Regions from separate parts of the Zea mays genome. Here regions 1, 3 and 4 are each linked to region 2. The links are chromatin contacts, called in public Hi-C maps. All regions are on one chromosome and are shown on one strand. The core of a region is the stretch at or near the end of the contact, and the rest is flanking DNA. Distances in the headings are between cores, read along the strand shown.

Region 1 (6,915 bases), core at 1,787-4,286, 230 kb before region 2:
CCGCGTGCTCCATGACGACAGCGGTTCTCAGCCCCTTACGGAAGCAAGGAGACGTCAGCAAGGAGACGACAGCCCCGACAACTGTACTTCCACAGGGCTCAAGCGCTCCTCCGACGGCCACGACATCACATGAACAGGGCAGCAACACCTCTCCGACAGCCACGACGGCATGTACATAGGGCTCTGGCTCCCCTTTGCTAGACACGTTAGCACATTGCTACACCCCCTATTGTACACCTGGGCCCTCTCCTTACATCTATAAAAGGAAGGTCCAGGGCTCTCGTACGAGAAGGTGGTCGTGCGGGAGAACGGGCCGACGCACAAGGCTCTCGCTCTCTCTCTCCCTCGCGAACGCTTGTAACCCCCTACCGCAAGCGCATCCGCCCTGGGCGCAGGACAACGCGAGGCCGTGGTTTCCCCTTACTGTTTCCCTCCTTGTGTTCCATCTCGCGCCGACCCATCTGGGCTGGGACACGCATCGACAATTTACTCGTCGGTCCAGGGACCCCCCGGGGTCGAAACGCCGACAATTATAGTAGTTCGAATCAGCTTCTAGCAGGTAAACGCTTTATTTCCCAGTCTGTTTTTTTAAAATCGCTTTAGTAAAAATTGCCTGAATTAATATGGAAACAGTATCTGCCGAGTCATCACAGCAAGAGGAATATCCATCAGTTATTAGATCCTAGATCCTATGGAGTCAGTTACTAGATCCTAGATCCTATGGACTCATTAATCTTATTTTGCACGTAAGCCGATATTTATATTCTTCCTTACAGAGCCAGAGAAAGAATTCATTTTTTAGTCATAAATCATAAATAAAGGAACACCTGTTTTAGCCTCGAATATTAACATTGCATGTATGTTATTTTTTTAACAAATATGTACTAAATAAACTTTAGGGTCTATTTGGTTGGGTTGTGGCCGTAAAAAAGTTGTTGTGGGCTGTGAGATATGAAAAAAGTTGCTATGGACTGTGAGCTATTAAAAAACTAAAAACCGTTTGGTGGAAACCACTAAAAGCCATTAAAAGTTCTTCGATATATGTTTTCACAGTTCCATCCGAAAAGCCACTAAAAATAGATCTAAGGGTGCTTTCAGTTTTACACTACGAGAAAGTCGAATTTTAGAAAAAGTTGATTCCTAAATCCAGCCTTTGGTTTGGCTTTTGGCTTAGGGGCAAACACCAACGCCAAACGTCAAACCAAACACACACTGACACACGCTTTACTTCTCGGTTCGTTTTTTAAACCATTTTAGTAAAAATTGCCTAAATTAACGTGAAAACAGTATCCACCGAGTCGTTACAACGGGAGGAATCCATCACTTCCTATATCCTAGACCCTATGGACTCATTGATCTTTCTCCGCACGTAAGCCGTACGATATTTATATTCTCCTCACAGCCAGATTCTCTAGAAATCCAGATTATTAGAAAAGATCGTCAGAAAAAAGCTGAACTAATCATGCTCATCTTCAATAGAAATCCTAAACGAAGTTGTATTTTAAAATATAAGACTCAAACACAAAAAACTGCTCCAACAATAGTTTTATTTAAAAAAAATCATCAAATAATTATAGGACCCGACCTCTAACGTCCTAAATATAAGACCATATATGTCGGAGCCCTATCCGCATTTTGTATAATATTTTTAACATTTTATTTTCTAAATTATATGATCTATTTTCTAATAACTTGATATATGACTCAAGTTGCAAATGTTTTTATGGCCCTAAATATTCCATTTTAATTTTTTAGACTCAAATATAGAACTTATATTGAAGATGCTATTTAGAGATGGCAACAGGTCGGGTTTGGATCGGGTGGGTGGAGCAAAAACCTGTCCACGATTCAACCGGTGAAGTCTACTTAAACCCACCCGCGATCACACTTACGGGTGTAATTCCAACCCCACACCCGAACCCGTCGGATTTCGGGTCAGCCGTGAGCTTTTACCTAGTGTACACTTTTAATCAATATTTCAGCTATAAGCGATCAAACACCATGAATATAGTTTTATATATAGATTTTAAGCATTCCTATGTTGAGGGTTGAGCGACAACAAAATATTTCATGAATCATTAGTTAAGTTACTTATTAAAAATAATATATGTTATATCATAACTTTTTTTTGCATAAAATAAAGAATAAACCATATTTTGAATCAGGTATAGGTCACCTACGGGCCACATCTACACCCATGAAATTTTGGGTCGGATGCGGTTTATACCTGCTGATCAAAATTTTCACTGCTACTCTGTGTCGCTCGAGAGACTTCCGGTCGCAACTTCACCGTGCGTGCCGCCCGCCACAGCAGCCGAACAAAGCCGACTCGCCGGCACGAAGCATGCATGCTGTTGACTTCGCTTACCACGTGTGGATGACCTGGACTCTGGCTTATCAGTGTGGCGCCTTATTAGTTGTTATACTGACGTGTGAGGTCTCCGGTCAGGTCGTAAAACAGAGAGAAAAAAAGACGAACGTTCAACCCGATTCTTTTCAGAAAGAAAATGAAGGCAGAGACAGCGGCTAGGCCCTCTGCTGTCAATGTGTGCTCGGACTTGGAAAACCTACCAGTAAGGGCTTGTTCGGTTAGCTCTCAATCCATGTGGATTGAGTGGGATTGGATGAGTTTGAATCCCAAACAAGTCAAACTTCTTCTCAATTTTTTCCAATCCCATTCAATCCATGTGTTTTGGGAATAACCGAACAAGCCCTAACTGGGCAAAACACGTGACGGATACTTGTGGAATGTTAAACGGCGGCTTCTGCAGAGCATCCTATACCTGACCTGTATTGAATATTTGATCCGCGGTCGGTGGCTTCCGTCACCTGACTCTCACTGGCTGACTAGTGACTACTAGTATGCACATCTGAGCTGCTCTTGCTGCATGCAACCTGTGACTGTGAGCTGTTCGTTCTGCACGACAATTTTAAAAAGGCCGGAATATATTTTTAGCCCCGTCGGCCAAGCCATACCCGGCCTAATAGGATAGAACGATCAGGCCTCCATAAATTCTGCTGGGCCTGAGCCTGGGCCTGACCACCTGTAAGCAGTAGAGCCAACCGTTATCTGGACTATTTTGTGACCATGCTACCCTTCATTAAGCATAAGCTAACGCATCGTTTCCTCCTAGCAACGTTTCGTTTGCTCATTTATTTTTCTCTCGTAGAGAGCATGGCGGGGCAGTGCCAACGGAAGAAAAAAAAACTGATAGTGCGGCCCGAAAAAATTGTCAAACTATATAAAATATGCTTAGCAAAAAGCAAACACGCTATGGCGATGCAAGCAACCAGAACGACATCGGAGCAGAACCAATTGGCGTGGCTACGGTTGAGTATTTAATAAGAACAGAACAGGAAATCACACCTATAATATCACTCCTTGGTATTCTAAACCATGTCCTAAACGTCAATTAAAACCAAACCGGAGGGAGTAAGTGTGAAGCGCCTCAAAGTCTAGAATGTCTCGAGGTCAAGGGCTTATAGATTTCCGCTATTGTTAGTCAGAAATCCCTATAGGTCAGGAGAAGCCCTGACTGACTTGATGGGCTTATCCAGAGCCCATATATGTCCTTTGGGGCATGGGGCTCATGAATACGTGCCACGTAATATTTAGTATTTTTTTTTTCTATTGAGCTTCTTAGAAGGCGTTTTGATACTGTCCAAAGGTATGATGGCTTTCTCCAAACGATGACACACACGCAAAAAAAAAAGTCATGTCAGTCGAGGAAACACAAAAAAAAAATCTGAGGTACGTCCAAAGGAAGGGGACCCAGGTACTAACCCTGCAAGAAGAGAAATCCTTGAGCAAAACATCAAAGGCGACAGAAGAGAGGCGATCACGAAGAATAGTAATATAGTGGCTCACGCATCATGTCGGTCTACACCGCAAAACAGTAAACGACCTCGAGGTGGATGAAGATCGTGCGGCAGGCAGGAAGTCATGCCATGGTGCATGCTCGCCTTTTCTCGTGTTCCGGTCATGGTAGCTGCTAGCTGCCTTTTATTGTCTCGGCTTAGTGATACCACAATATTACTCACTTTGTTCCGAATTGAAAACCGTTTTAGATAATTAATGGATTTATGTAATACCTGATGTATGTGTTTTATATATGTGAATATAGATATAAAAATTGAGCGCTAAAACAACCAATATTTTAGGGCAGATGGGGTATTATTACTCATATTTGGATGTGGCAATGCGAGCTATCACATACGGCACCTTGCATTGCTTCACTTATTATTCCGCAATGATCTGATAAAAAATATCCCGCAATGATTCCAAGCGTGAAAAGCTTTCTCGCATGCAAATGTGTGGCCATTTCTTTTTAATTTTTTGTTTGTTTGAAGAAAAAAAAAGGGTTCGATTCGTATCGAGAGAAGGACAGCCTGAATTAGGTGGAGTGGTGGTGTGTGGGACGGAATTAATTAGTGCACGGTTCGGTTAGCGAACTTTGCATGCATGCATGGCTTCGAGAAGGCGCTTTTCCGTTGTGGCGTGCAGGGCTAGCCAGCAAACGGCTCAATCATGCAGGGGTTACTCATGCAAGGCAAGTGCACATCGAGATCACGCCACCTTTCTGTGGGTTGTGATGGCGACGGCCTCTGGCTCGCTCGCCCGACCGATCACCTCACCTCCGTACGTCCCTCCTCCTCCTCGTCTGCCTTGAAAGAGGACGAGCCACCGCGCAGTCGCGCACCCCTCGCTCGCACAGCAGGCCTCCTTTCTCTCTCTCTCTCTCTCTCTCTGCTGCGTTCGTTCGTTGCTTCCCCGGCCGCTTTCATCAGTCTTTCAAGAGGCCAGGCATGTCAGCAGGCCGGATCAAGCCTCAATGCCTCCTCATGCAGGAGAGAAGAATCCTGATGCAGGATATATATGCATGCCTCAGTGCCTCATGCATGCACGATATACGTACACGTACCCTGTTGCATGCATGCAGTTACAGCGCAACGCAACGACCGGTGTAAATTGCGTCTACGGCATGCATGCTACGTGTTCGTTTCTGAGCTTCATTCCTCGATCTGTCGGCTACGTGTCTGTAGTCCGAACGAGAGAGAGTGTCAACGTACAAATACCAGCCTTAACACCAGTACAGGGTTGATGGATGTCGTCCGGCTACTAGCTGAGCTCGATCGGTACTAAAAAAAACTGGAGTTTCCTTGAAGAAATGAATGAACGATCGAGCAGGTTTGTACGAAAGGAAGCTAGCAACTAGAAGGGGATAGGCCTAGATAAACACGTACAAGTTGTGTTGTGGCGAACATTGTTATTATAAATGTAACTGTCGCTCTTCTTATAGCCTGCGCTTTTCCCTATTCGGTTAGAAGGGGATTGAACAGAATTAAATCTCTTCCTAATCAAAATTAAATAGAAGCCCTTTTAATTAGAGTTGGTAATGGATTATGATCCAAATGTTTCTTCACAAATTGTTAGGACCCTAAATTATTTTTAGTTTAAAAATAAATAGAAATAGGACCCGATCCTAACTCGATTTGATCCTTACATTTTATAGTGTAAAATTTACCGTCCATTTTTATCCTTACTTTTAATCCTCTCCTCCGATCCCTATGATGCAACCGAAAGTCGCTAAGCTTAGTGGGTGAAAGAGGCTGGCCTGTCTTTAACCACGTACTGTTGCGGCAGGTTTGCGTAGTACCAGCTGCTTGTGGCCATATATATATTTCCGTCACAAGAATTGGGGAACATGCATTAATATTTGTTCCAAACGGCCGCCGGCACAAGCGCGGGAATTGGAGTAGCAGATTCAGCAAATTCTTCGTACACATGCCTTGAGTTTTTCACTAGCTAGTTTGCATGCATGAAGGTTTGTTTACCTGGCAATATAATGCTGAATATCATTTTCCCCCCTTGGTGCCGAACAGACGCCAAACATATATATATATATATATGTAGACAATTATCGGTGAACAACGCTTCCACACTTCAGCGCGCAGCATGTATATATACAAGTGAATGAAAATTCCCAACCAAATGCAAACACGCTAAAATGGTCAACCAACATCCGTGCGTGCATACATGGGTGTTTTTAATGCAATGTCCATGCGTACGTGCATACATGAGTATATATATAGGTGGCGCGCGCGGCTAATTAATTAAACAGACCGCCGATTTGCTTGGCCACCTCTATATATATATATATATATATATATATATATATATATATATATATATATATATATATATATATATATATATATATATATATATATATATATATATATATATATATATATATATATATATATATATATATATATATATATATATATATATATATATATATATATATATATATATATATATATATATACGGCGCTGCTAAAATGCACCTGGGTGCATTTTCTATATTGAATGCACCCAGGCGTAAGTCCTGTTTCGCGCGCCTCCCCGCCCCCGCCGCCGCCGCGCGCATCCCTATCCCCGCGCCGCCGCCGTCTCCTCCTTCTTCCTCCGATCCTCTAAACCTAGATCCCACCGCCGTCGAGCGCCTCCCTGTCCTCGCGCCGCCGCGCGCCTCCCTGTCCCCGCGCCGCCGCGCGCCTCTCTGTCTGCGTGCCTCCCTGTCCCCCGCATTAGGTGGGATTGCAAGCCCGCATTATGTGTGATTGCAACTGTTGTATAATTTTACTCAAATATCTGTTAAAAAATGTAAACAAAATGATTGCAACCGATGGTGTGTTGTAATTGCAACTGCTGGTGTAGTGTGGATGCAACTGCTGAGTTGCTCTTATGTGATTGCAAGTACTGAATAACTCTGAGAAATTTTGTTAAAAAATATGATTGCAACTGCTGGTCTGGTGTAATTGCAACTGATGGTCTGGTGTGATTGCAACTTCTATATAATTATGTCCAAAAATCTGTTAAACAAACAAGATTGCAACTACTGGTCTGGT
Region 2 (7,126 bases), core at 1,173-3,672:
ATAACAAGAGTTCTATAGTGAAGATTCAATAGATAATAGTGATGACCCCGATAAAATATTTGCTAGCTTCGCTACTGCCTATCACCAATTATATAACAAGACCAACCCAACAGTTGCAAGTGTTGGAACCACAGGTACATTTCCTATCATTAATGATATCGTTATGCAATCATTTTCGTGTGGATGTGTTAATGTATAGACTATAATTGATTTTTGGACATGGCTTTTTGTAACATTTATATTTTTTTCTAACTCAAAGACAGATCATTTATCTTTCAAGATAACATGACAATTTGACACTGCCTTATTCTGCAGCTTGTTGGTCCATATCTGAAAACAAAGTCTGATAGTGACAAGAATATGTCTGTCATATTTGATCTCCTAAGGAAGAAGAAAATTGCAGGCTAGAACACCTTATTTTAAAAGTACACCATTTTCTCAAACAATGCTGAACATATTTGCCTTGTTATTCCTTATGAAAGATGGAAGAGTTTAGATCAAAGTGAATGATGAGGGACATCATTTTGTCTATATGATTGTTGCTTAGTTGCTTCTATGCTATAATATCATGGTTATTCACTGTTCTCATAGACTTCAATGTGTCTGATTTAACTCTATTGATCGCAACAGATCAAAGGAATGCACCTGTGTTGCCTCAGAGATGTGATCTATAACCACTTTGTCTTCTGATTTGATTTCAAAGACTAGAACATATTGTTTCAGTATTTTCAAAGAAACAATGTCATGGGCAGTCGGCTAACACAATTGAATTATCAGAATAAAATATGAGTATGTCCCGGAGCTAGGTATGCTGAGGAAAGGAAACCCATGATGTTAGTTCTCTGTGTGCTTTTTCGATTGTGTTGGTTGTCTTTTTGTTCTCTTTTATCTTTCAAATCTGTCTGTAAACCAGTTTGTGTTAACAATCCTTCTTTTACACTTAGCTGATCCAGATCCAGTCGGAGCTATTCCTGGTTTATGATATGGTGATACTTGAACTATTTAGCCTGCCCAATCTGAATACTTTTAACTATCAAGTATCTTGAGTTAGTTTGTCTATTTGATAACCTGCAATATTTCTCACCCGCTCCACTTCTTTGGGGCACGTTTTAACATTTCTCACTCTGTAACGCTTTCAGACCACTTTTCATATGTTTTTTAGATGCGCTTTTTTTTGGAGACCAAGCTCTAAGGGCAACAATGGAGATGACGAGCGTCTTGGTTTATCAAGAGGAAGTTAATCCCTCTCAACTGAAACTCCCATCAAATTTGGAGCGTAGTGTGTCGATTCAGTTGTAACTATTATATGTTATTTTGGGTTAGCAAACTGTATCTACTAATTTCTCAGACTTACGCCTTTTGAGCTAGAAACTTGTGTAAGGATTTGTTGCACTCAGTGACATGCTGATATTTGAACTATTTAGGCTGCCAAATCTGTTTTTTTTTAACTATCAAGTATCTCAACATTTCTCTCATTCTAACACTTTTAGATGGTTCTCCCCTGTTTTTTTGACATGTTTTAACATCTCTCTCATCGTTGAACTATCAATTTGTGGCTTGAATAAGCAAAAACACCTTAATGTCCCCGCGCAAAAAGGTGGAATCTCCAAAGGTAGCCGAAGCTGAGAACAAGTTACAAAACCGACCACCGAAAAATTTTGTTCAATGATCCGACCATGTGGACAACACATGCTCGAAATGATGACAAAGAGAACCCCCACAAATCTAGTCCCCGGGGCATCAACGCTATAAATTTTGAGCCTGTTGCAAAAGCGAGCGAAGAGCCCTGTAGCTTTTAGCGAGAGAAGAACCCTGTAGCTCCTACCGCTGAAACGGGTAAGCTCGGCGTTGATGCGGACGAGGGCACCTCTCTTGATCCGCCTTGCGTCTCTACTCGTTGATATCTGATTACATAACTAATCAGATAAAATTACATAATTTATAAAAGAATTAAAAATAACACAACTTGAACATAAAAATCCGCTCTATAAATGTTTCTTTTAGTTTTTTTGGTGCCATCTTGTTATATAGAACGTCAAATATTTGACGTCATTTTATACACCTTGCTTTACTTATATGATTAATATCTTTATCAATATTCACATATCTCTATAACATTGATCCTAAATATCTAAATGCATTCTTTCTAGGTAATACTTGACATTTTCAAAACAATATCCTTACTAGTGAAAAATAATAATATCTCATATATAGGGGTTACAATAAGCTCTAAATTTTACACTATAAAATTCAAGAATTAGATTAGGATCAGATTCTATTTTTGTTTATTTTTAAACTAAAATTAATTTAGAACTCAAAAGAATTGTGAAGACATATTTGGATCCTGATGCGTTATACCTACAATCTCCCGCTACAACTCTACACGTGGCATATTTGAGCCGGTAATGCTACCTCGCACTTCGGAGGCCCATGGACCTGATCTTGCCGGGAACCGTGTACCTCCGCCTCTGTCCTCTCTCCACCGATGAAGGGAAAGCAGAAGCTTCTTTTCCCCTTCCTCCAAAAAAGGCATCAAAATTCTTTGCTAAAAAAGGCTTCAAAATTCTCCGCTTAGGGAAAAAAACTTGATTAGGAGCAATCCATCGTTTCTTTACTCCTCGATCGAGAGCCCCATTCGTTAGGGGTTAGGGTCGTAGCGAGGGCTCTGAAATTGGAATCCCAACAGAGGAATTACACCCGCTTTGGGACTTCGGAGAAGGGAATGTCGGCAACCATCGACCGGCTCGCGACACCGAGTGAGTGCTAAAATGTGTTTGCTTCAACTACATGTTGTTGATGATTTCCTTTTTGCCTTTGTGCCTTCAACTACATGATGTTGGGGTTGGAGAGTGGGGCATCTCGCTACTCTGGTTCATCGGTTCAGTTGTAACTCCGCTTTTAGTGGATGTAAAAATTTCCTTCTGTTAGGTTAATATTGACAGTTGACTGCTGAGAACCTGATAATTGATTGACGGACTCAAAATAACAAACATCTCCTTCAAAACTGGGTACTTCGATTCAAAAAGATGAGAGTATTTCTGCTGAATTGATGCCCGCGGGAAGGGGCATAAAATGACTTACAAGTTGTAGCACCATATTTTATTCTTTGTGAAGCATGGCAATTTTCAATTTGCCTACTCATTGTTATGACTGCTATACTGATTTCCGATTTGGATTTGGCTGAGACACGGAATGCTAAGTAGTTTTGTGTGCAGGTCATGAGGGTCGTGCACACAGTGACGAAAAGCGAGAGTGCAATTCTGATGAAGAGAACTCAGAAGGAGAAAGAAAGCCCAAAAAGGATTCCTTCAAGAAGAGAGCAGTTACTACAGGGTATAGATTTAGGCATTCCTTAAGGAGAAAGAGTAAAACAAAGAATGATAACCATATAGCCTCAATAGAAGACATAAGAGATGTTCAAGAGCTGGAGATTGTTGAAAGGTTTCGCCAGTGTTTACTTGATGATGGTCTGTTGCCAGAACATCACGATGATTATCACACGATGTTGAGGTATTGCTGCATCTGATTTGCTCATCTTAAGTTTCTTGGTTCTTCTCTTCTGTCAAGTTTTTATTTCCTGCACAATATTTTTACATGGAAAAAACTCATGAATAGAATTTCGCCCCCTTATTTGGTTTAACTTTTCTTTCTATGCCTTTTACATGTAGGTTCCTGAAAGCAAGAAAATTTAATATTGACAAAGCAAAACATATGTGGTCAGAGATGCTTAGATGGAGGAAGGAATTTGGTGCTGACAATATAGAGGTAAAGCTAATTTTGTAATATACCAAAACATATACCCCATGATATATGTAGTGTGATCATTTCTTTTCGTTTAATTTTAAAAGTCTAATCTGGTCCTTTAGGAATTTGACTACACTGAATTAGATGAAGTTGTGAAGTACTATCCGCAGTTTTACCATGGTGTGGACAAAGATGGAAGACCCGTTTACATAGAACTAATTGGGAAAGTTGATACCAACAAACTAGTGCAGATCACAACTATTGACCGCTATTTAAAATATCATGTCAAGGAGTTCGAGAGATGTCTCCAGATGAGGTTTCCAGCTTGTTCTATTGCTGCGAAAAGGCACATAGACTCGTCTACTACGATATTGGATGTGAAAGGCGTGGTATGTGATTTTTTATGTACAACATTTCCCTCAAACTTTTATTTTATGGTGGTTAGAGTAGCAATTAACTTGTTTTTGTAAGTCTAGAGCCTAAAGAACTTCACAAAAGATGCAAGAGAGCTAATTATGCGGTTGCAGAAGATCAACAATGACAACTATCCAGAGGTATATTCTTCCCAAGTTCAGTACTAGTTTTTTTTTCATTGTCCCTCATTTCCTTGGTTATATCTTCTACCTTATGTTCATGGTTCTTCTTCAAATATTGCTGCTCATGAGTTCACCATTTTTGTCTGGGCCTATACAGCGAAGTAATTTTCTAATGGATTCTCAATGATTTTGCAGACCTTATATCAACTGTACATCATAAATGCTGGCCAAGGATTCAAGATATTATGGGGTACAATAAAATCATTTCTTGATCCAGAAACCGCTTCAAAAATTCATGTATGGTTGCTATTGTTTACTGCTATGGTCTTATCTTACTATTCATGTGTAGTTTTTGGTTTATATATACTGATTCTCACCAATCTTTTTTACATCAAGGTCCTTGGAAACAAGTACCAAACTAAATTACTTGAAATAATCGATGGCAGGTTAGGATCTCAAATCCTGTTAACTAGTTTTCTGTTTTGATTCCATCCTAATGTTTTTCTATTCCATGTTTTCAGTGAACTCCCAGAATTTCTTGGTGGCAAGTGCAGGTGTGAAGAATATGGAGGTTGTCCAAAATCAGACAAAGGCCCTTGGAAGGACCCTGAAATTTTCAAGGTATTTTCCTAGTGCTCTCTTCATCATTCTGACCAGTGGTCCTGTTTTATAATACTAACATAAAAGGCTTCAATTCCCAGAGGGTTATCAATGGTGAGGCAAACTATGGTCGACAAGTTCTTGCTGTATCAAGCATAAATCAGAAGGAAGTTGGTTGTACTGAACACACAACTGTAAGCCTGCTTTACATGGATGTTACAGGGAGCATCTTTTTTGAGATTTCCATTATCTACCTTATAAACCTTTCCCCCTTAGGAGCAGGAAAAAGGCAATGATGCCTCTGCTAAATCTATTTCTCAGGTGGAAGATGTTTCTTCTTCAACGGCTTTAGTGGATCCCATCATAAGCCCTAATTTGACCCATGTGGATGAGGCAAGTATCCTTTTACTCTTTGAGCATCTGCACAGTCAATTATAAGTTTGCTATACTACAGGTTTTATGACTTCAAATGATTCAGTTGCATATATAAAGGCCTTTTTGGGGGTACTGCTTCTTAATGGTTGAACTCTTTATAATCTTTTTAATTGATCAATATGATGATTGATAGATGTTTTACTGTTTACAGTTAAAATTTCAAGGACATGCTTCCTCATCTGATGCTCCTCCCATTATAGGGGATAGCATCCCTGCTGCTGGCAAGGTCATGGATGCATGCTCCAATCCAAGAAACAGCTCGACACCTTCCAGCTCAGGTCTTTATGTAATCATGTCATTCATAGACTAGAGTCCTATTGAGAAGTTCTTGTGATTTGTGACCAACTGCATTTAGACTAACTAGATACAATACTGCACGTACTCAACAGTCTAAATCTCAAGTAGTGGTGCATATTGGCCAATTTCGACTTGTTTTTAAGATTATTATTAGGATAAACAACTAAGTTAGCTTGGGTTACGTTGACTGATTCTTTATGCATGCTTCACCAGGTTCTTTCTCTTTGAGAAATATACCGGCAACATTGGGAGGACTTAAAACTCGAATTGTTGCATGGTCAACATTCGTAATCCTGACCTTGTCAGCATTCCTCTGTTCTGTGCTGAGCATAGTGACCAAAAGGCTCTCAAACCAGGCCATCACATGTGACCACTATAGTGCTGACTTCCATCAAGGATATATGGGAAATGGCACCCTTACATCCGTATTGACACGGCTTGGTGAGCTGGAGGAGAAGGTACAAGCACTTGAAGCAAAGCCACCCCAAGTGCCATTTGAAAAGGAGGAATTGTTACATACTGCTGTTTACCGCGTGGATGTGTTGGAAGCTGAACTAATTTCTATGAAGAAGGTACTCTTGTTTTTTAGATATTGGAGCGAGGCATCTACCATCCAAAGATGGTGTTCTTGCTTTCTTAAAGAAAAAAAAGTAGCTGTAAGCTGATTTACCAGGTTGACCCTAGTTAGATATCTTAAATTTGAAATATATGCTGTGGCTTTATTGTGAGGTAATAATATTTTTCTCAGCCATGTTAGTTACATCCAAGAATTGGGCTGTTTACTAAGTTTCTTGTTTTTTTGTTGTACCAGAAGTGAAATCCTAGATTAATACATGGAGGTCATGAAACAATTAATAGAAAATGCTACTTTTTTGTACTAACATTTGTTTCTCTTGTGAGCAGGCCTTGTATGAGACATTGATTCGGCAGGATGAGCTGCTTGCATATATTGACCAACAACAGACAGCCAAATTTTGTGTAAGTTACAGCCGTTCGTATAGTTTGCCTTTTCCTTTCAAGAACATATCATCTTAATGCTTCCCTCTTCTAGTCAAGGGTACCAAATACGCAATTTCTTATTTGTCCATTCATCATTTGCAGCGGCAGAAGTTCTGTTTCTAAGTACTGGAGTACCTGCCACCTATTTTCGTCTCTTTGGAGATCGCATGCAGCTATTGTGGACCCAGTATACTTGCAAATGTTTTCATATTTGTTGCAGTGTAAAGAAATGCAATTTTTAGAAATACATAGGATTGAGGAGCATGGTAGCTTGTCTTGAGATCGTGTTTTAGCGACAAAAACAGAAAAGCTTGATACCTTGTACGCATTTTCAACCAGATGCAGGCGTAATCTTTCCCCAGTATTTGGTGCAAGGCTCCAGTATTTGGTTTGCTTGTATTATACTATCTCTATTCTCGAATATTTGTCATCTGCTAGTTTATTTTTAAACTAAAACACGACAAATAAAAAGAACGGAGGGAGTATATGTCTTTGTTTGGGGATGTAAATAGAGT
Region 3 (7,090 bases), core at 2,915-5,414, 160 kb after region 2:
ATGGTGACACACTACTTTGTTCATATCACAGAAATGAAGCGAGACCATCTAAGAAATTCAGGGGTTCTATAGAACGAGGAGTGGTGAAAGGACCATCAAATTATCACAATAAAAGGCATGTGGCTCTGCAGAATTACAGTGAACAGCAATAAACCAGCCGGACGGTGGTGGTCCGCGGCGAGCTTACATGGAGACGGCTGCGGCGGTGGCCGGCCGGCCAATAACTGCGTTGGCTAGCTTGCGCGCGCATACCTGATCAGTGATCCCCCCGGCCGGGCCGCCGCGGCAGTGCATGGCGAAATTAAGTCCGGCAATGGTGGCAGGGGGGACAGATCTTGACGGGAAAGATTGTGTCTTTGTCCAGGGCCGTCAACTCTAACAGCGAATCGACGCGAGATGCTAGCTGCTGTTGCTCCTGCTCCGTCTGAATCGCAGCGCTTCAGCCTGGTTGCGGGCAGGTCCGGTCGAAGCTCACGGCTGCCCGGCGCCGGCGGTCCGGGGCGACAGAGCTCGGAGGCGCGGTCGCGCCTCGCGCGGAGGCTCGGCGTGGAGGCCTGGCGTGGTGTCGGCGGCTCGACGGATGCCGGTTGCAGCTCGCGCAGATGAGGGGAGTGGGAGGCGGTTGATGCGAAGGGAGTAGCGAGAGCTAGCTAGGGTTGCAGAAACGGGAGGAGTGTGTGCGAAATCTCACCTCAGTCTTCTGCTCCTCGAGCTTCTGCTGCTCGATCTGGGTGGCGAGCTCCTCCGCGGTCTGCGTCGTCATTGTCTCGGTGTCGTGGGAGGGGATACGAGGGCAGAGCGACGGTGATCGTGGGAGCGGAACGGGGGCTCTTTGCTCGCGCAGGACGGTTGCGAGATGCGGGCCTGGCGGCGGAAGGCGGGGTGGGAGAGGTCGTGTGGGGTGGTGGGCAAGATCGGACGGCTACGACCGTAGAAGAGTAGAACGGACGGTTGAGATTGCACAATGGCAGAACGGCAGGCTACCCTTTCAGTCTTAATAAGTAGTAGAGATTATTGGTTATGGTTTTGTGAACTTTATTTCTAGCAGCATATGATGTTAGTGTTGTGCAATGAAATGTTACATGTTTGTGGAATGGATGACGAGTTGCTTTATAATGATGCTTGTTGCTATCTTATTATAATAAGGGTTTATAAATTTGTAAGTCAATACATATTTGGTTATTTAATTTAATATTAAAAGTTAGAAGCGCTAGGAAGATGATATGATAGTAATATTATAAAGGTTTTGGGTTTGTAGTGTTAAACACTTAAAATATGATTTTTCGGTTATATATATATATATATATATATATATATATATATATATATATATATATATATATATATATATAGATCTTTGTATTTAGTTGTGTGGCTCACGAGCCTAACGAGTTGGCTCGAACTTCCTAACAAGCCGAACCGAGTCAACTGTTTAGCTCGTTAGTATAACGAGCCGAGCCGAGCTGACTCGTTACAGTAACGAGCCATAACGAGCCGAGCTGGCTCGATCCTAGTTGCCGGAGCTCTCCCTCTGGAGAACACGAACAGAGGAGAAGAAAAGCATTCCACGACCCCCGAGGGGCCCCCTCAAAAAGGGAACTATTCCTTAAATTTACTTTTTTTTATTTATTTTTATTCGTTTTTTGAACCCCAACAAAAGTGGATTCAAAGTTACTTCAATTATCCTTTTCTTTTAAGTTCTTCTTGTAAAGTTCCATGCTTGCTGTTTGGTCAAGAAAATTAGACCTAATCCAACAAACAAGACAAGGATTGATTACGAATCTTGATTCTTCAAAGAATGTATTCCGTTTCTTTCATAACGGATTATCCGCTATTCGATTTTCTATTTATTAGATATTATTTTATGCTAACCAATTAAATTCCTTTAACTAAAAAGGGATCGATTTTGCACCGCCGCCTCAGGCGCACGACGAGGTTCGCTAATAGTAGAGCAATCGTTTCAGAGAAGATGAATTATGACCTTTCTTTTCTTGTTTCCTTTTTCTAGAACAGTCATTGGACGAACGCCGTTTGTGGTCGTTGTTGTACGTGAAGGATATAAGGTGAATTGTTAGAGATAATATGTACATAGGAGAAGAATCTTTGAGAGAAAGATAGTACTCCTTCGTTCTTTTTTAAATTTTGTTCGGTTATTGAAATTTTATGTGGACCGGAGTGTATATATTTAAATGGACTTAATAACACGCAGTCCATATATATATAGTGAAACGAATAAGTTCTTATTTGTTACATTTTAGTTTAAAAATAAACTAAAAGACGGTAAATATTCGAAAATATAGAGGTAGTATAATATATTAAAAATACAAATAAGATATATGGCAAGGGGTAATTGTTAGAGAGAGAGTATTAATTAGGACTACAAGAGGATCGAGAGACAATAATACGGTGTGGTGAGATGACCACGACAAACCTGTCTTACTTTTCTCGGATGATACCAAAACATCAGTCGATGAACTTTTTCTACATTTGACTTGAGTAAAATCTGCCTCTTGTACGTGTGTTGCGTCTACTTTCTACACACAAATAATGTGACGTTGAACTTGACAACAATAGGAGTCCATTCATTCATTCATTCATTCATTCATGTTGTTGCTTATACTTCCGAAAACATTAATCAACGCAAATAAGAAAAACAAGAGGAATAAATTTACAGGCATAGTATACGTTTAGGAACGACGACTTTTGTGTAGTCTGATCGATTTGAAGCCAAAACAAAAGCATGATTACGTGACGAGGATGAGGCCCTCGGTGATGAGCGAGTCAGCGATGACCTGGTTGGCCGCCTCGGACGGGTGGACGGCGTCCCAGAAGACGTAGGACGTGGCGTTGGGGCACGTCCCGACGGACTTGGGGTTGCAGAGGAGCACGGTGGTCTCCACCGTGCCCGTCCCGCAGCATCCCCGCCGGGCCTCCGCGAAGCCCTGCGACTGGGGGTCCGTGGCCAGGTCGTACAGCGGCGTGTAGATGTCGAAGACGGCGATCTTGAGGTCCGGGTACCGCCGCGCCAGCGCGTCCACGGTGCCGTTCATCTTCCGGTTGAAGCTCTGCGCGTCGCTGTTGAGCCTGGACACGCACCCGGCGGCGCCGTGCCCGAACAGCGTGATGGACGCCGGCAGGCAGCCCAGCGGCGGCAGCGACGTGACGCCGACGCGGCGCGCCCCCATGCCGTAGAGCTCCTGCACGGTGCGGCCGAAGATGGCCACGAGGCGGTCGGAGAACTGGTCGGCCGTCTGCGTCTTGAACAGCAGCGGGTTTATGTAGTAGTTCTGCACGAAGTCGCTGGCGCCGGCACTGACGATGTACAGCGCGCCGCTGAGGATGGAGCGCGCCTGCCCGGCGCCGGCCACCGCCGCCAGCTTCGTCTGGTACTCCCTGAAGTACTCCAGCTGCTGGGACAGCGGGATCGCGTGCTGTGTGTGTGTGTTTGTTTGTTTGCATTGGTGTGTAAGAATTGCTAGCCGTTAGGTCACACTGATCGATCGATCGATGAGGTGGTGACGAACTGATCTGATGATACTTACATACATAAGTGCCGTGTGGTCGTAGTACCCAGACCCCGCGGACGCGAAGTTGGCGCCGATGAGGAGGTTCTGCCCCGACGCCTGTGGGCTGAGGTACGCGGCAGGGTAGGTAGTGAACCCCAGCGTGTCGGCTGCAGCCATGGCACAATGCATGCACCACGTACGCAGACGATCGACGAAAAAGTCGTCGTACGTGGTCGGGAGTTGCATTCATCAGATCGATGTTGTCCAGACTCCAGAGAGAGACAGAAAGGAATGGCAATGGCATGCATCCCCGACTTAGTCCTAGCTACGTACGTACCGGTGATGTCGGTCGCCAGCTTGCCATTGCAGAACCTCCCGGTGGCGACGTGGTTGGCGAAGTCCCTGCCGTATGGCGGGAAGTTGGCCTTGATGATGGTGTGGAGGTAGTCGTTGTTCCCGACGTCCACCGACGAGTCACCGAACGTAAACAGCGCCGGCACCAGCGGCTGCGCCTCGCTGCCGCAACCGGCCAGGAGGAGGAAGAGCGCCAGGACCAGCGGCACCCGCGTCCCCTGCGCCTGCAGAGCCATCATCACCTCTATCTCTCTCAGTCTCAGACTCTCAGCTCTGAAACACAAACACTCACGACGCAACGCACGTCGTGCCCTGGTGTAGTGAAACCGGCCGTGCCTCGTGCGAGCTTTATATAGGTGACGAGACGACCAATGGAGTTTGTTAACCACGCACGCGCATGCATCCCCGCTGAGTAGGGCACGCATCATGATGCCGTGTCACTCGAGACTGGGAAGTGACCATGGCGGACCGCCCAGCCCAGTCGTTCATGCTGTGCGCTGCCCTGCCCCGCGTCCCCGCCACCGCCCGGTTCGATTCTCCCATCCGCAATGGTGGCTATTTATTAGGGTTGATAGGGAAACACAGCGGTGGTTGAGACGACGACTGCTGCTGCTGCTGACGCTACGACCGACCGGCCGAACTGACGACGCAGGCACGCGGCGCTCCGGCCCAGCGCCACTGCGCTAGAAATGTTCAGGAGCACCAACAGCTAGCAGGCAACCACTACTGGGTGAATTATTGCACACGTTCTATGTACTATGCGGGCATGGATGGATCCTGCGGATGAAGCTGCAGCTCGTGCGTGGGCTTCGGTCCAACCTGGAAATGTCAGACCAGGAGCACCGCCCGCCGCCGGCGGGCAGTGGTCCTGCGGTGAAGAAACAAGTGCGGAGGATGGAGCCAATGGAATGGAGAACAGATCTGCAGATCCTCCAAGTACAGGGTGACAGCGCAATCCAGTGGCCAGATTTTCGAATGGTGAATGCAGCGGCAATGGGGAGCCTATTATATATATATACAGAAGAAAAGCTCAAAACTTTTCGTGTAAAATTTGGCGAACTGGTATAAACATGACAGAATAAATCTAGTGAGATCACTTTGAGTGGGTAAAGGCCTTTTTGATTGAAGGCGTGGCCTATTTATTTGCATGGCAAAAACCGTTGCATGAGAGTTACGACGCTGAATTGATGACTTTTACATGTCCAGGCAATTTGAGCGCGAATGTATATTTGGTCGGAGGACTATGCCTAAGAATACTAATTGAAAGAAAGGGAAAGAAAAATCAGTTTTTAATCTATATATATGTAAATGGTGCACACTATTATCATTATGCTGTCTTTACTCCTTACCAAGGGAAGAAATGAGACAGATCATGATACCCACATCTAGTAATTAAAGTTATTGAAACACCATTTATAAGGGAACTATTCTGATAATAAATATTTGACCAGTCTAGTAATTGGTTTGGTCACCTACGATTAGGGCTGGACGAAATGCTCGTGGTTCGCTAGCTCGCTCGGTTTATGGTCAGCTCGGCTCAACTCGGATCGGCTCGTTTGAATTTTTTCACGAGCTGAGCTGACATCCTAGCTCGGTTCGTTAACGAGCCAGCTCGCGAGCTAAACGAGCTCTCATATTCCAGCAAAAAAAAACTATATGCATATCATTTACAGAATAATTGATGAACATGTTATATATATATGTGAGGTGTCTATGGCCTATGAATTAACATGTTATATATATGTGAGGTGTCTATGACTTATGAATTAAAGTAATGATTAATGAACTATGTCTATGTGTTAATTTGATCTATGCAAATATAATTATAGGTTAAACTGATGAACATGTATGTGAATTGTGAATTAATGAGTGATGAATTATGCTAATTTGGTGTTACATTGACGTGGTTTGTGAAACTATAAGTATAATTACTATTTTCTATCGTTAAATTAGTTTGAAATTAACTAAAAATTAATTATTATGTACATATTTTTTTCTGCTCTGGCTCGTGAGCTAAACGAGCCGAGTAAAGTTGACTCTGTGGCTCGTTACCTTAATGAGCCGAGCCGAGCTAGCTCATTAGCTTAACGAGTCAGCTTGAACTTGGACAAGCCAAGCCGAGCTGGCTCGTTATCCACCCCCTACCTATTACCTATGATGCACGGCACCGGAGTCCCAAGTAAACAAGCCCTAAATCACCAAATTCGAATGACAATATAGAGCATTACGCATTTAACAATGCTATTTAACTATAATAACAACAATAATATATTGCAATCAACCTAAGTTATATGCTTTGACAACGGTGTTTAAGGTACATTTACCAAGTGCCTGTCTACCATGAGAATGTTTAATTAGCAGAAAATACAGTTGGATGTCTCACGTCGACGAATTCATATCTCTGCAACAAGAGAGCCTTTAATTTCTTTTAAAACAACGCGATACAGCTCTTCAGTGCATTGAACAGAAAGAAGAGAGAAGAACAGGAAAGGCCATTCATCATAGACTTGAGTTATTATATGCAGTTGTGCAGGTTTCGTCATAATTGTCATTTATTCATGAGAAGACGAGTTATGCATTCTTACAGGACCCGTTAGCTCTTAAATACAAAGGACAGAACATTTGTGCAAAAACAGCGAAGGTGCAGCTACCATCATATGAAGCATACAAGCATGGAGACATCCTTTCCTTATAAAACAATAGGTCAACAAGAAGATCATTCAACTGCCACAATCGATATTGAAATGCTTTGAATTGTACTTTGAGGCGCAAGATTACCTGAGCATATAAGGTTCAGTAAACTCGGAGAGACTACAGAAACTCTATAAAATGCATAACAAAAGCTTACTTCCTTATCCAGTTATTTCAAAATATGCACCATAGTCTGGAAACTCAAATTCCCTCCGGAATTCCTAAAGATTGGGTGGAAATTAGTTTATTTTTCTAATCAAACACGGGAAATCCCGAAGGGGATTCGAGTTCCGAAACTAGCCCTAAGAGAAAAAAAACTGGACTATCGTATGGGCATATTTGCCATGATGAAGGTTAAACACACACAAGCTAGCTGTTTCACTGGGTAGCTTAAGCCTGCAATTAATCCTGGCTACTGGGATCTGGATACTGCAGCAGTCAAAGGAGAGTATTCCACTGTTCTCTCAACAAATACGTGACTGACTAGATAATATCGGCATTCTGAGCATAGATCTTACCAATTTAATGAAACAATCAAA
Region 4 (6,997 bases), core at 1,390-3,889, 140 kb before region 2:
TCCTCTTGCTCGCAACTTGAGTACGTCTCTGGGAATATCATTTTCTCTTAAAACCTGGAGAAAATGTGAATACAAAAATTAAACATGGAGTGGTAGACTTACATTTTTCTACTTGAATATTCATATTAAAGGAGATATAAATATGCATGCAAGGTAAACTAAATGAAGCAATTTGAATAAGTGCTTACTGCTTGGCAGACCCGTGAAAGCGTTGACTCAATATCGACCACATTAATTTTCCATAAAGAATTCAGCATTGCATCTTTTTTCTCTTCGATACTCTTAATAAGCTGCTCTTCCTTGTCACCCTCTTCAATCTTTTTTATCCCTTCTTGTAGCTGTATCAGAGAAATTGCACCTATAGTAGGAGGATATAAGTCACTGAAGAATCAGGTCATCGTTATTCAAAAATAGGTGTAGTTATTGTCCTCTGATTTACCTGCGGCAGCATTAACCTGTGATTTTACGTGGTGGCCCTTGTCCCTTACCCACTCAGCAATAAAAGGTACACCCATATACAGTTTGCTTTTTCCAAGTTCTCGTGCTGCTTGCCGAACATAGATGTAGCCAATCGTGTGAAGCATAGCCTCACCAAAAGCTGAAAAAATATTTATATAAGTAAATCACATAAAAAATCATCATTAAAATATTTATAATGTTCAACACTAAATAAAGGACACAAATGAACCTTATGGATGCCACACTATGATAGTTGCAGAATCTGAAGGTATAAGCATTTTAAACGCAACAGAGGTATGAGAAATGAAATTCAACAGTTTAAGCTCATCACGAAAATAGCATTAACAAGTGTCTCTCTAGCAGCAAAAGCAGAATGAAGTGCTTATACTTCTAGAGAGTAGATGACTGAATATGGAGATAAAAGGTTAGGTTCTTAGACCTTACCAGCTTGAGACAAACGCTGAGCTTCTGCACTTGCCCAATCACCAAACTCATCTTGCTTCCCATCAACATATGGTTGCAGCCGATCCCTTAGACTTTGAGTAAGTATTTGCTCTCTTTCGGTTTGCACGTCCTGAAAACCAATGAGATTATAAAGGTCTAAACTTAGAACATCAACTCCCAAGCTGGAGGAAATTTTTCTAGACCATGAAGTAATTTAGACCCTTATTAAAGCAAAACCATGGGGCGGTCTCTCCTGCCGGGGTATGAGAATTTTTAGTCTGAGAAGATTGGTGTTAGAAATAAAACTTATTATAGGAGTAGCTTACCTTTATCTTCTCTTGAATCCTTGTCCTTGCCTCAGGTGTGTTTGATTCTTCCTCAATCTCTACAGAGGCAACAGATGCTAGCGCAAGTTGGCCAACATAATCTTCAAAATAGTCGCTCCCAAAAAGCATTCCAAAGACAGCAGTTGGATCAATCATATTATCTCTGGAATGTCATTGCAAGAACATAAATACAACATCAAAATAAAGCTCAGAGATCTGTGGCATCCTATGTTCAGAAACTAGCGTTTGAAGATGGCATAGACTTAGATAAATTCAGGACTTACTGTGGAAGTCCTTCCTTTCCATACTTATCGTAAGACTCCTTTTTCAGTGGATCACTTAGGACCTGATAGGCTTCGCCTAGTTCCTTGTACGAGGTAACCAACCAATTCAAATCAGTGTTCGTAGCTAACATTCTAACAATCTACAGTACGACTGATTCAAATTTTGCCATAAGAGATAAGAGAAAATTATTCCTGTGCTATACTCAACTAAGTTTATGACAATGGTGTGTTTACAGTTTAGGGCCTGTTTGGTAGCAAGGTTTATTTACAGTTTCAATGTAATATTATGATATTTGAGAATACTGTAGTATTTTGAACCAAAAGGTGTTTGGCCGAACTTTGTAAAACATTGTTTTGGATACAAGTTTAGCCAAAACTGCACTGTTTTTTAGAGCCCATGGTATTCTAAAACCATAGTGTCCAAAGAAATTTGGTAGCAACCAGAGCCTAGCTTTTGCACACTATTGCAACACCTATGCGAATTCTCTGGTCAAATAGAATGCAATCAGAAGCAAAACACAGTTGCGCGGTGACATCTTTGTGGGCTTTGAGTTTTGACCCTAGTACTATATCTCCCAGTGGGACGAAGGAATTTCTACAGCCATTCCACTCGTATCTCTGCCGCACCCGAATGCAACTAGCAAAATCCGCAGGAATCAGTAGAGCAGAATATGTATATGTACCTGAAACTTGCGCGCAGCATCAGGATTGCTCGGATTCTTGTCCGGGTGCACCAGCTTGGCCTTCAGAAACAAAACAAGGCCAACAGATTCAAAATCGCGAAACCGGAACAGTCTGCGTGGAAATAACCACGGTCGCTGATCAGGGGAGGGGAGATAGCCACGCACGCACCTTGAGGTAATAGGCCTTCTTGATCTCGGCCATGGAGGCGTCAGTGCTGATCTCCAGGACGTCGTAGTACGCGCTGTCCTTCACCATGGCGGCTCACCGTTCCCTTCGTCCTGGATCAAACTGAACGCGAGGGAGGCGAGGGAGGGTTCCGAGATGGGTTGCAGTGCAGGCGAATGAACCCAGAGTCGGAGAGGCCGAGGCCCACCAGGCCGCGAGACCGGAGGGCGATGGTGAGGTCAACATGGGACCAAAGGCACCGGAGACTGGGCCCACCGGTCAACATGGGACCAAACTGCAGCAGCGGGCGACGTCACTGAGAAGCTTCTGCCCCCGCTGGCTTGCAACTGCAAAGGGATGCTTCGCTGGCCGCCAGCCCGCTCCCCTTTGCAGACTCCGTACATGATTACTCTTTGATTTGGCGTTAGGGGATCACAGCATTCTTTCAATCTTTCCCATATACGCAGCGCCACAGCGGTACACCGCTGGCCTTACAGACTCACTGACAAAATCATTCGCAAGAACATTACAGAATGTTGAAAGATGCAGCCTTTCATGTGCCATTTTAATATTTCTAAAAAGGAAGAAGAGACCGCTTACCTCAATCTAGGGAAGCAATTATAATTTTTTCCCAAAGTTAATCAATCTCAACTAAGGCCGAGTTTGTTAAAAATTACTAATAAATCAATTTTAACTTAGAATAAATTATTAAAAATACTAATGTTATCGTATTTAGGGTATGATTTGTTTACCCGTACAAAATATTTTTATAATAAATTTAGACAAATGTTCATACCACTTATTCTATTTTAAATTGTAAGTCGTTTAACTTTTCTAGGTACACAGTTTTTTCTATGCTCCTAGATATACACTATATCAGATTTATAATTTTTAAAAATACAAAGGTAATTTATATAAATTTAGTTAAATTGGATCAATCTATACCTCCAAACATTATTTCATATATTATTTTTATAGTGTTATATCTTATGCAACACTCTAGGAATCTTTGTGTCAGTAATACTGTTATCCTAAATGGTTTTAGACGACCGTTTAAACGGATCTAAATGGTAAACGGAGGAACACTATGCAGTTTAGGACCTAGAAGGTCCTGTAAACGGTTGATCCATTTTAACGGTCAATGCTCGGTCAAAACGGCCTAAATGGAACGGGTTTAAACGAGTTTAAACATTGTTTAGCCTATTTATTGGGTCGTTTTCTTGATAGGGCCAAAATGTGGCAGGCTCAGCTACATTGATATGTTACTGTTAGGGTTCCCTCGCCTTCTCTACCCGAGCTTGGCTTCTTTCTTTTGGTTTTTGATAGCGTGATATCCTGGCCCCTGGGATGGTGATATCTTGGCCCAAGGCTTAATAGAATTAATAGAGTACTCATATCAACAAGGTGCATCTTTTTTTTAGAAGTCTATCTCGAAAGAACATTCAAATTAAGCGTGTTTGGCTTAGAGCAATTTGGGGTAGGTGACCGACCGGAAAGTTTTCTCGGGTGCGCATGAGTGAGAACAAAGTGCGCACAAAAGATACATGTTGGTCTGTGGAGACAATATACGACTAGCGAGCTGCCAGGAGTAAGTATCGCCGGTCCAGGATTGGACGTGGTGTTATAGATAGTTTCTATACATGAATATTTCTTCCTCTAGCATGATTTAGTTGTTGTTCTATAAATAGCTAAACTAGGGAGTTAATTTAGTTGTCTTGAATGGGTCATTTTGGTTATATGGATATGTAATATGTTATATCGGTGTTGTTATCTGTTTATCACAATTTGTATCGCTACCAAATATATTTGTGGATTTATTTATATACTCTTACTAAAATTTACATACTAACCATTGACCCTTCATTTGTGGGTACACGGTTTAGATGGAGATCGAGGGCATCAAAAGCTTTGTGTTTACTTAAAAAACTAGGTGAGTGCCCGTGTGTTGCAATGGGAATATATAATACCATGATAACTTATATACAAATATATGTTGTGTTGTTATGAGAAAATGTTTCGTAATCCATTTGTGATTCTAGCCATACATGTTATTTTAATTTAGCTATTTCACCACTACATTGTCATTATCAGTACCATGCAGACTTCTATATATAATAGTTTGATGCTCATGCGTTGCTAGATTTCTATATATTACATAAGTATACCTTATTAAAATGGGATAGTGAAAGGGAATTAGGCTTACACCTTTTTCCTAATTGATTTTGGTGGTTGAATTGTCCAACACAAATAATTGGACTAACTAGTTTGCTCTAGTTTATAAGTTTTACAGGTGCCAAAGGTTCACAATAAACCAATAAAAAGACCAAGAAATGGTTCAAACAAAGAGAGCAAAAGACAACCCAAAGGCACCCTGGTCTGGCGCACCGGACTGTCCGGTGTGCCACCGGACAGTGTCCGGTGCACCAGGGCACTCGACGCTGAACTCGCCACCTTCGGGAAAATAGGAGGCCGCTCCGCTATAATTCACCGGACTGTCCGGTGAAGCACCGGACAGTGTCCGGTGTCACACCGGACTGTCCGGTGTGCCAGCGGAGCAACGACTACTTCGCGCGCAACGGTCGATTGCAACGCATTTAATGCGCGCCTGCGCGCGCAGAGGACAAAGCACGCACAGTTGGCGCACCGGACAGTCTACAGGACCTGTCCGGTGCACCACCGGACAGCCCAGAGGCCCCACCAGTTAGAGCTCCAACGGTCAGAACCCAACGGCCGACTGACGTGGCTGGCGCACCGGACAGTGTGCACCACCGGACAGCCCAGAGGCCCCACCAGTTAGAGCTCCAACGGTCAAAACCCAACGGCCGACTGACGTGGCTGGCGCACCGGATAGTGTCCGGTGGCGCACCGGACTGTCCGGTGCGCCATGCGACAGTAGCAGCCTTCCAACGACCACATTTTGGTGGTTAGGGCTATAAATACCCCAACCACCCCACATTCAATGGCATCCAAGTTTTTCCACCTTCAACACATTACAAGAGCTATAACATTCAATTCTAGACACATCCAAAGAGATCAAATCCTCTCCCAAGTCCGGAATCACTCCAAATCAAATAGTGACTAGAGAGAGCGACATTTGTGTTCATTTGAGCTCTTGCACTTGATTGCTTCTTTTCTTTCTCATTCTTCTTGTGATCAAACTCAATTGTAACCAAGGCAAGAGACACCAATTTTGTGGTGGTCCTTGCGGGAACTTTGTGTTCCGTTTGATTGAGAAGAGAAGCTCACTCGGTCTAAGTGACCGTTTGAGAGAGGGAAAGGGTTGAAAGAGACCCGATCTTTGTGACCACCTCAATGGGGAGTAGGTTTGCAAGAACCGAACCTCGGTAAAACAAATCATCGTGTCTCGCTCTTTATTTGCTCATGATTTGTTTTGCGCCCTCTCTCGGACTCGTTTATATTTCTAACGCTAACCCGGCTTGTAGTTGTGCTTAAGTTTATAAATTTCAGATTCGCCCTATTCACCCCCCTCTAGGCGACTTTCAATTGGTATCAAAGTCCGGTGCTTCATTAGAGCCTAACCGCTCGAAGTGATGTCGGGAGCATCCGCCAAGAGGGAGATCGGGACCGGCGAGAAGCCCGCCACAAGCCATGGGAAGGTTCCATCCGAGGAGTCCGCCAACAAGGTGAAGGGATCCCCTTCACACGACAAGTCGCGTCGGAGCGGTGACAAGAAGAAGAAGATGAGAAAGGTGGTCTACTACGAGACTGATTCTTCGTCGCCATCCACCTCCGGCTTCGACACGCCGTTCGTAACTTCTAAGCGCCATGAGTGCAAGAAGTTTAGTAAGATTCCCCTACGCTACCCTCGCATTTCCAAACGTACTCCATTACTTTATGTCCCATTAGGCAAACCACCTATGTTTTATGGTGAAGATTATAATATGTGGAGTGATAAAATGAGACATCATCTAACCTCACTCCACACTAGCATTTGGGATGTTATTGAGATTGGAGTACAGGTACCATCACCGGGGGATGAAGACTATGATTCGGATGAGGTCGCCCAAATCCGGCACTTCAACTCTCAAGCCACCACTATACTCCTCGCCTCTCTAAGTCGAGAGGAGTATAACAAGGTGCAAGGATTGAAGAGCACCAAGGAGATTTGGGACGTGCTAAAGACCACACACGAAGGAGACGAAGTGACCAAGATCACCAAGCGGGAGACGATCGAGGGGGAGCTCGGTCGCTTCCGACTTCGCCAAGGGGAGGAGCCACAAGACATGTACAACCGCTTGAAGACCTTGGTGAACCAAGTGCGCAACCTCAGGAGCACCAAATGGGATGACCATGAAATGGTCAAGGTTATTCTAAGATCCCTCATTTTTCTTAACCCTACGCAAGTTCAATTAATTCGTGGTAATCCTAGATATACACTAATGTCTCCCGAGGAAGTAATAGGAAATTTTGTGAGCTTTGAATTGATGATCAAAGGCTCAAAGAAAATCATTGAGCTAGATGGCCCCTCCATGCTCGAAGCACAACCGGTCGCATTCAAGGCGACAGAGGAAAAGGAGGAATCTACATCAAGTAGACTACCCATCGACGCCTCCAAGCTCGACAACGAGGAAATGTCGCTCATCATCAAGAGCTTCCGCCAAATCCTCAAGCAAA

Evidence for each region. A called contact is a pair of places that touch in the nucleus more often than the background predicts.
Region 1: a contact with region 2 is called in a Hi-C map of leaf, with 2.7 times the contacts expected there. The contact joins the enhancer-like site here to the promoter of LOC103636210 in region 2. A contact is called at or near these places in 6 of 25 Hi-C or Micro-C datasets (ear, endosperm, leaf and 1 more).
Region 3: a Hi-C map of ear shows a contact between it and region 2, with 1.5 times the contacts expected there. The contact joins the promoter of LOC100216840 here to the promoter of LOC103636210 in region 2. A contact is called at or near these places in 2 of 25 Hi-C or Micro-C datasets (ear and tassel).
Region 4: a Hi-C map of tassel shows a contact between it and region 2, with 1.7 times the contacts expected there. The contact joins the promoter of LOC103636214 here to the promoter of LOC103636210 in region 2. A contact is called at or near these places in 3 of 25 Hi-C or Micro-C datasets (leaf and tassel).

What each region holds. Positions count from the first base shown.
Region 1 is chr8:157,492,227-157,499,141 of Zm-B73-REFERENCE-NAM-5.0, reverse strand. No RefSeq gene overlaps it. Among protein-coding and RNA genes, the nearest start is that of LOC100283728, 38 kb to the right of the region's middle. Within about 2 kb of position 3,036, at least 18 of the 20 cell types and tissues checked have an H3K27ac peak or open chromatin away from gene starts, as enhancers often do. A contact at or near this core is called in ear, endosperm, leaf and 1 more, where this site is marked.
Region 2 is chr8:157,256,796-157,263,921 of Zm-B73-REFERENCE-NAM-5.0, reverse strand. LOC103636210 (phosphatidylinositol/phosphatidylcholine transfer protein SFH6) reads left to right here and starts at 2,422. Exons shown (of 14, transcript XM_008658563.3): 1 at 2,422-2,756; 2 at 3,216-3,510; 3 at 3,669-3,765; 4 at 3,867-4,133; 5 at 4,221-4,298; 6 at 4,476-4,577; 7 at 4,677-4,726; 8 at 4,802-4,901; 9 at 4,982-5,074; 10 at 5,202-5,273; 11 at 5,467-5,593; 12 at 5,826-6,184; 13 at 6,516-6,590; 14 at 6,714-7,039. The coding sequence starts at 2,723. The coding sequence ends at 6,734.
Region 3 is chr8:157,102,563-157,109,652 of Zm-B73-REFERENCE-NAM-5.0, reverse strand. It overlaps LOC100216840, which reads right to left and starts at 4,164. Exons shown (of 3, transcript NM_001143233.1): 1 at 3,844-4,164; 2 at 3,543-3,673; 3 at 2,404-3,431. The coding sequence starts at 4,099. The coding sequence ends at 2,793. LOC109941505 (a long non-coding RNA gene) reads right to left here and starts at 1. Exons shown (of 3, transcript XR_002264142.1): 1 at 1.
Region 4 is chr8:157,397,893-157,404,889 of Zm-B73-REFERENCE-NAM-5.0, reverse strand. LOC103636214 (chaperone protein dnaJ 10) reads right to left here and starts at 2,639. Exons shown (of 9, transcript XM_008658567.3): 1 at 2,366-2,639; 2 at 2,197-2,256; 3 at 1,514-1,596; 4 at 1,230-1,392; 5 at 904-1,033; 6 at 440-598; 7 at 189-358; 8 at 1-54. The coding sequence starts at 2,452.